Linked DNA regions of Rattus norvegicus: region 2 is linked to region 1. The links are chromatin contacts, called in public Hi-C maps. All regions are on one chromosome and are shown on one strand. Each heading gives the region's core, a stretch centred on a gene start, on an enhancer-like site or on the middle of the called end of the contact. The rest is flanking DNA. Distances are from core to core; before and after follow the strand shown. Region 1 has its middle 64 kb from the start of Epcam. Region 2 overlaps LOC120103462 (a long non-coding RNA gene).

Evidence for each region. Hi-C and Micro-C count contacts between places; a contact is called where the count stands out from the background.
Region 2: a Hi-C map of liver shows a contact between it and region 1, with 4 times the contacts expected there. The contact joins two enhancer-like sites. A contact is called at or near these places in 9 of 12 Hi-C or Micro-C datasets (the A7r5 cell line, the Rat2 cell line, Schwann cells and 5 more).

What each region holds. Positions count from the first base shown.
Region 1 is chr6:12,711,536-12,715,410 of GRCr8, forward strand. No RefSeq gene overlaps it. Among named protein-coding and RNA genes, the nearest start is that of Epcam, 64 kb to the left of the region's middle. Within about 2 kb of position 1,701, at least 63 of the 93 cell types and tissues checked have an H3K27ac peak or open chromatin away from gene starts, as enhancers often do. A contact at or near this core is called in the A7r5 cell line and liver, where this site is marked.
Region 2 is chr6:12,751,965-12,755,615 of GRCr8, forward strand. LOC120103462 (a long non-coding RNA gene) reads right to left here. Exons shown (of 3, transcript XR_010052445.1): 2 at 2,877-3,651. Among named protein-coding and RNA genes, the nearest start is that of Calm2, 91 kb to the right of the region's middle. Within about 2 kb of position 2,112, at least 50 of the 93 cell types and tissues checked have an H3K27ac peak or open chromatin away from gene starts, as enhancers often do. A contact at or near this core is called in the A7r5 cell line and liver, where this site is marked.

The DNA of each region.
Region 1 (3,875 bases), core at 451-2,950:
TTACCTGCAGAATAAGATCAGTTCTCGGTCAAGGAATGAGCAAGCCACCACCAGTGACACACTTCCCTAATGACCAAGCATTCAGATATGAACCTACAGGGGCCATTTCTATTCAAACCACCACATTCACCATGTTTCCCACCTCCCCACGATAGCAAGTTGCAAGGAGATTGCATTCAAAATTTGTCTTTACCCATAATCCACCACCATGGCTTAGGAAGGCATCTGCTGGAGGTGTGATAGACAAATAATTTGGCTTATTTTCTATAAAAAAAATAAAGGAAAGGAAAGAGAGAGAGAGAGATACAGAGGAAACCTTAACACAACTGATGAAGTAAAAATTGCCTACAGAAGCAGTGTTTTCCTAAAGTTTTGTCTCAAACGAGAATGATCTAAACAACAAATATACAATGCCTGCTTAAAATTGCATTTACTAATTGCATGTGTGCATGAAATAGCACATGTGTGAAGTCAGAGGACACCTGGCAGGACTTGGTTGGTCCCCTCTGTTCCCCTGTGGGTTATGGCGTCCAACTCCGGTCCTCGGGCAGCAAGAGCCCTGTCTTCGTCCTTGCTCTGTGATTGCTATGTGCTACTCGAGTTTCTGGAAGATCGTTTAGCCCTGGGGACCCTCCGCTGTCCCCCTTTTGGGAACCCCGTTCATGTTTTGGTGACCTTTCTGGCGTCTGATTGCCAAGAGGAGGAGTTTGTAGCCAAGAGTCACTTCCTCTACCTTCAAAAACAATGAACATTTAAATGAACTCCAATAGAGTCCGGGGCCCCTGGGAACACCGAGGACCGTGGCTTCTCCAGTCCTGGTGGGGATAGTGTCTGTCACCCGGACTTCAGGTCGTTACTATAGACTGCAATCTATTCTTACGTGATTTTGTTCGTATCCTTTCCTTCCTTTTTATTTCTCTTTTGTTTGTTTGTTTATTGTTTTAAGACACGGTTTTCCTGCGTAGCCCTGGCTGTCTGAACACTCCATCTACCTCTTGTGTGCTAAAAGCTAATGTGCTTCTTCCCCAACTAGACAGTTGGTGGGATTTTTGTTTGTTTGTTTTCTGGTTACTGTGTTTCCAACTGAGGCCTAGTGGCGCCCACTGAATGTTTCTTAGCGGTGCCTGTCCTGTGGTTCTCTGCTGTGTTTTCGCTTTCTGCCCATATGGTCCTTGTTAGTGGTACATGAGGGTGGGGCACGCCAAGTCTAGAAAGTTGTTCCCAGGCCAGTGAAGATTGTGGTTCTTCACAAGTTGTGGCGCATGTCTGTAATCCCAGCGTTTGTGAAGCAGAGGCAGGAGGATTAAGTGTTTTAAAGCCAGATGGAGCTGCATAGTGAGACATGTCTCAAAAATAAATAAATAAAATTAAAATTAAGTGGCATTCTTTCTTTAGCTCAAGGTTCAAAATTCACTGGGATTGAAGTGGTTTTTTCTTGTTTGTTTGTTTGTTTGTTTGTTTGTTTTGTTTTGCTTTGTTTTAGTACGGGGGGGGGGGACAAAAGAGCCTTTTGAGCAAGCTGGAGTTTCCCTGACCTTGTAGAAAGAAGGGTGGGGCGGAAACACTTTGCTAGTTGCAGTTCCACATTCATCCACTGAGCGGCAGTATTGCTCCACAAGGAAGAACCAGATGATGCCATACTGGTGATGCAACTAGGCTCCCGGAATGACGCTTGCTAGCATTTATTGAAAGGCAAGAATGCGCCGGCTTTTATAAAACAGTAGGCAACAATTACAGGAGATGGGGCGGTGAGACATCGTCTCGCTATGAAACATATTTCGACAGTGAAATAAAAGCACGTGAGAACGATTAGATGACATTTCCAGTGTCTCATGATTAGTGAGTGAACGGCTACGCTAAATTCAGACTTTGTCTGCTCTCCCGACCTCAATGTCATGACTGAAATCATCCTAGCAGCAACCTGCCAGCGCTGTGCCCACACCGCGAGCGCCTGTCACTTGTCTGGCCCAATTTACCATCTTTCAATAATCTAAATTAAAACTGGGGGCCACTGGCTTGGATCTAAAATTGTAAAATGGGTTATTGAACTGCCAGCCTGGAGCCCAGAGACCTCTCTTCTGTGTGCACAAGGACAGAGGAGGGACAAGAGATGTGCCTTCCGGACTGCTCTCTCTGGTTTTCATTTCGTGCTTGCACAGCTGCGGGAGGGCTGGAGGGCGAATCTGTTCCACTGCCACAGCCTTTCAACGGCTCTGGTAGCTTTCAGGGGCAAAGTCTCTCTCCTAAGCTCCCTCCCTAACCTGCTTAGTTGTTTCTCTGCTTCCCCATTACCTCACAAGCTCCTCAGCCCTTCTTAGAGCTGCAGCCCATTCTAGAGACCCAGAGTGATGCCACCCCACCCCAGGCTGTTAGTGAGATGGGACCACCAACATGCAGCTGGCACACAGGAGGGGACTAGTAGTGTTGTCTTCCCTCCCCCCATGCTTGGATAGGACAGTACGACCTACAAGGGCCAATCCGTGTGACAGCATGTTCTACACAGTGTTGCTATCCTTGGGCAAACACTTCCAGGCACAGCAAACAGGGACATTATGTCACTCAAGCTGATGCAGAAGAAGGCATTTCCTAGACTTTTTCCCCTTCCTCTTTTTTTACCTCTTATATTCTTGAAAAGTAAATAAATTCCCTGTAAACTCCTAGATGCTTACCACTGGCCACAGAGTAATGGTCACCTGGCTGTCCCCACGGGTTGAAGCCAGTGCTGTACCTGCAGTCGAGTCTTTAGAACATTAGCTGGCCGACCGCGATCGGCAGAGACGGGGAAGCCGTAAGCATGGGCTGGTCATTCCGGGGCCCTGTCATCTGACTCAGCCTTGTCAAGAGCACGAGGAAGCGCAGAAGACTCGCTTTCCTCAGATGTGGAGCCTGCTGTTTCAAACTACAGGGCTTGAGACAGGGCAAAGCCCAAGCAGAATGGCGACCTGCTGATTTTGCGGGCTGAAGACCACGCTCAGTCTCAGAAATCTGTCAGCCACTGCCAGGGTTCTGAATCCCAAGAGCAGCCTTGGCCTAGTCTCTCTTCCCAGTTCCCTGATCCAACCTTTCTCTGAAACCCCAAGAGAGTAACACTTAGGCAGAACCTCTGTGGTGTCCTCCCATTGCAGACACTCCAAACTAGAGGGGCCAGGAGCTTGGAACTCAGCCTGTTCCGGAGAAGTCAGGTAAGCATGAATTCTGCCCATGGCTGGCACTCTCCTGATTCCAACTCCCTCTCGGTCACACCCAAGGGTTCCAGCTTTTCCCTATCCACTGCCACACCCAAACTACCCCCTCTGGGTTTGCATGCTAGGTAAATTTTCTGCTCACTACCCATTTGCCTACTCCAGACTCACGATCGATCGGGGCACTTCGGTCATCAGATGGTTTGATAGAAGTCTCTGTTCTGAAGGACTTAAAGGACTTGTGTTCCTTAAACATGCGAGCACGTCACGTGCAGCTCAGTCTCAGCTTTACCTTGTTCAGGGGTATTGCTTTCTGTATTATGTGTCACTCAGAGTGAGCGGTTTCATGCGCCTTGTTTTTTGTAGAACCACAGGGAAACTGATCGTAACTATTCCCCTCAGAGATAGACTTCCCAGGTCACCCTGCAAGGTCTAATAAGGTGAGTCTTCTGTCAACACCTTGATCTCCCAGGCTTCTCTCACACCCTGTAATAGCCCTAGAAGGTTACATGCCATTGTGTAGCTGCTGTAGCCCAAGGATGATGTAACAGCATCAGCAGAGAGCATGTGGGCATGTGGGTGTGGCCAGGCACTGCCAGGAGAGATCCTGGGAGGAAAGCAGCTATCACATCGGGACTTTGGGCCCTGGGAGGAGTTTCCTGGTCTCAAATATCCTCTGTGCCCTGCAAGTGT
Region 2 (3,651 bases), core at 862-3,361, 41 kb after region 1:
CTAAGAGGATTCAGTCAGAGTGACGGTCACCAGTGAGTGTGTGAGTGTGTGTGTGTGAGGGGGGGGGATGGAGAGTTATCATATTGATGAGTATGCAGCTTCAGTCCGGTATAATGAAAAGCTCTAGATCTGTCCTTCAGGAGCGCCCATACAACACGGTAAATGTGCTTACTGCCAATGGACTAACATGTCTCGAGTGGCAAATTGTATCACTTCAGAATGTCTGTTTAGGGATTCTCCTGTGAACTGTTTGCAACATGTTTCTAGATCACTCATTAATTGATGGGTTAAAGGCAGTCACTGACAGGTGCTCATTTGATATCTGCATAAGATTTATGATTTTTCCCTTTTAATAAGTGGTTAGGAGCTAAAGTATCTGCTGCTTAAGCTGAAAGAACAGATCAAAGGAAGGAGGGAAAGAAGCGAGCAGGGGCGGGGGTGGGGTAGAAGAAGCGGAGATAGGACAGGAAAGCCAAGAGGGTGGGATGGGAAGCGGGTGGACGAGCAGAAAGTGCAGAGAAAAGCTGGAGGGAGGGGCCGGGAGGAAGTGGGAGGGCTTCCCTTCTGACCCATACATGTGTCAATCCTCTCCCTTGGCTTGAAGGAGTCTCTATTTTGACTCTGCTTCGAATAACCCTCTCTGTCCCTCAGTCCGAGAATGAAGAAATTATTTTCTGCCTCTGCCGTTTCCCAGGTCACCAGTTATATTAAGCCGAAGTCCCTTGGTGGCTGCTGTCTATAATTTTCCACTCCACACCCTTTTGAGTCAGATTGCAAAATAAGGCCATTTTGAAACTTGGTTTCCTCCTGGTCAGGGCAGGGAAGATGTGACACAGGACTTTTGTGACCCTCTGCAGCTCAGGCAGGAACTTAGATTAGCAACTGGAAGAAGGGTAGGAGGAGGCAGCAGGTTGCTGGGACCCCAGTCAGACCACCCAGAGGTGCTCTATACAATTTCTAGCCTTTGGGGGTGGGAGGAGGGCATGGACCTGACGGGGGCATGGGCGGGGACTGGCGAGATGAGACGACACACCAGAAACGAAGGAGGCTCTTGGCGTCGTGGAGAACGGAGGAAATCAGCCACCATTCTTACAAATCTCTCAGAATCCAAAGTGCTCCCCGCGGTCCCCATCTCCCATTTGGGCTGCGGTGGAGCCGGCCTCCTGGCCACTCCCTGTTCTCCGGGTTGGAGCGCCTTCCCCTCTCCCCACCCATCACTTTGACTCACACTTTCTTTTTATTTCCTAATGGTTTACATCCTCCCTTGAGCACTCACGTGTACTTTATCTCTGAGCTGGCCACTCTGGCTCGTACTTCCCAGTGTGCTGCAGGGCCGGAGCCCAGGCTGATTTCTGTCTTAGTTAAGGAACAGCAGGGTAGACAAAGTGACCAGAGAGATGTGGGTGGTGGCCGCAGCAGGAGGCTCATAGGTGTTGTGGGTAGCCTTCAGTTCTGGCTTTTCTTGTGAGGGAAATGGGGAGCCATTGCAGGGGATGAGGAGAGGAGAGACTAGAGAGGTTTAAAGTCCCCATGATCTTAAGTGACATCCGGATATTTTCAGAGAGCAAACCGTTCGGGGCTCAGATTTCGGGGTACTCACAAAGATCTTCGGGAACATGGGACCAAATTCGCAGGGAACTTGAGGATGGTGGGAGTTTCTCCTTGACTGGTCAGGAAATGGGATGCTCTTTGTGTCTGTGTCTTCTCCTCCCTAGATATCAGCCGCGCACTGATAGGGCTTTCTGCCCCTGGACACAGAATAGGCTTAGAGTCTTTCAGGAAAAAAACTCATCAAAAATAGGCAGAGAACCCTGACCTACCAAACTGAGACACTGACACTGGCTGTAACAGAGGCTCAGGAAGAATAAGGCGGACTTCCAGGAGGAGGGAGGCTCCACTACCTAGAGATAAAAGACAGGCAGGAGAAAACCTTTCCTTGCAGCCCTCCCCCGGGCACAACTGTTGGCTCTGAGTCCCCTTCAGGCTTGCCCAGGCACACGAGCGCTAATTTAAAAGCCTCGCTAAGAGAAGTGAATGACTTCTTCAGTCGATGACATTTTCCAGGCTCTTTCCCCCAGCTCGCCCAGAAAACGCACAGCATTAATAACCAATAAAAGTTAAGAACGTCACCTCCCCACCCCTCGGTAATTCTTAAGGGTGAAATTTCTGGTCTGGGGACGTCCCGGGTTGTCCCCTCAGGTAGGGAACTTCCGGAAACGCCTCCACTCCCTAAACAACCGAAGGTTCCCCCCCCCCCACCTCCCACCTCCTCTCCTGGGAGGCGAGCGGCCGCAGGTGCGGAGGGCGGGGCGGCGGCGCGTGGAGTGCGGCCCATGGCCGGCAGGGGGCGCAGGGGAGCCGATGAATCCGGGGAGGGCTCCAGGCCCTCCGCCGTCGCCTGCCCAGCCCCCCACTGCAGCTATAGGTGTATTTACCGGAAGGTCACCCTAGTCCCTTCTCTCCGGCCCACCCTTTCCTCTCAGGTGTGGCCGCGGGAGAGGGATTCCTCCTGAGATCCTGCGGACGATTGTCAGGACCGTGAGGATCAGCGGCTTTGTGGCAGGAGAGATGCCAGAGCCTCCTTCGCCCCCCCTGCCCTACCATTAATAGCCTCAAAGTCCTGGGACTAAGCAAGAGGCTAAGGACCCCCGAAGTAGGACTCGGGCCCTATTTACTCCTGCAGAGCCTGGAGCGTGATAGGAACCTGTCCTGTTTGGGTTAAACGAAAGGACTTTTTTTGCCTAGGGGCTTCTTCTGCCATCCTCCTGTTCATCCAGCTGCTTACCTGTGTCACATAGTCCCGTTCCCCCTCCCTCCACCTCCACTCCCCCACATTCACCCACCCCTGCCCCAGGCCAGGTCTTCCCAGGCCTTACCTCGGGCTCTTTCACTGCTCCAAGGGCTCACTAGGTGGTCGGCCTAAGTCCCTTACATAGCCTTGAAGCTGTGCCCATCCTATTGAAGGGTAGCGAAACACACCACCCAGACACGGGCCACTTTAGCATAAGGATTATTTTGAGCAAAGGCAGCTGAAAAGGAACAGAAGCAAGAGGAACCCTCCCTCCCCCGTTTGCCTAAAAGCTGGATGGAAATGTACACGGATGTCCCTGTTCTCCGCTTTACCCGGAAGGTGGTATCATGGAAGACACTTGAGACCTTCGTCCGCCAGAAGTGGCACGCAGCAAGCAGAGATTGAAGAGTCTTTGTCTCCTGTTTTTTTTCCTCTCTCTGATTTGCCTTTCACAGTCGATACCTCTGGGGAGTGTAGTTCTTGTTTCTTCCGCCTTCCCCTTTCCTAAAATTGTACTGCTCTTTGTGGAAGTGTCATTCCTTCCTTTATCTCCCATGCGCCACACTTTTAATAAACTATTTTCCTCTTGTTAATCTTTGTTTAGAGATTCGGGCCAAGAACTCCCCACCACCACCCTATTTTAAGGCACTTGGCACATTGTTTTGATACATCTACTTGAGAGAACATAGTTTGATCTGTCCTTCCTGGGAGCTGCCTCTCCCACCTTTTCCCTCTCAGGCTTGAGACCAGATGGGCGGCAGCTTCGAATCCTTCAGGAAGCGTCCTTTGTTGGCCATCCTTGAGTTTTCTCAGCTCTGACCTGAAGCACATGCTCCTTGGATCTGTTTCTTGCATTTGTA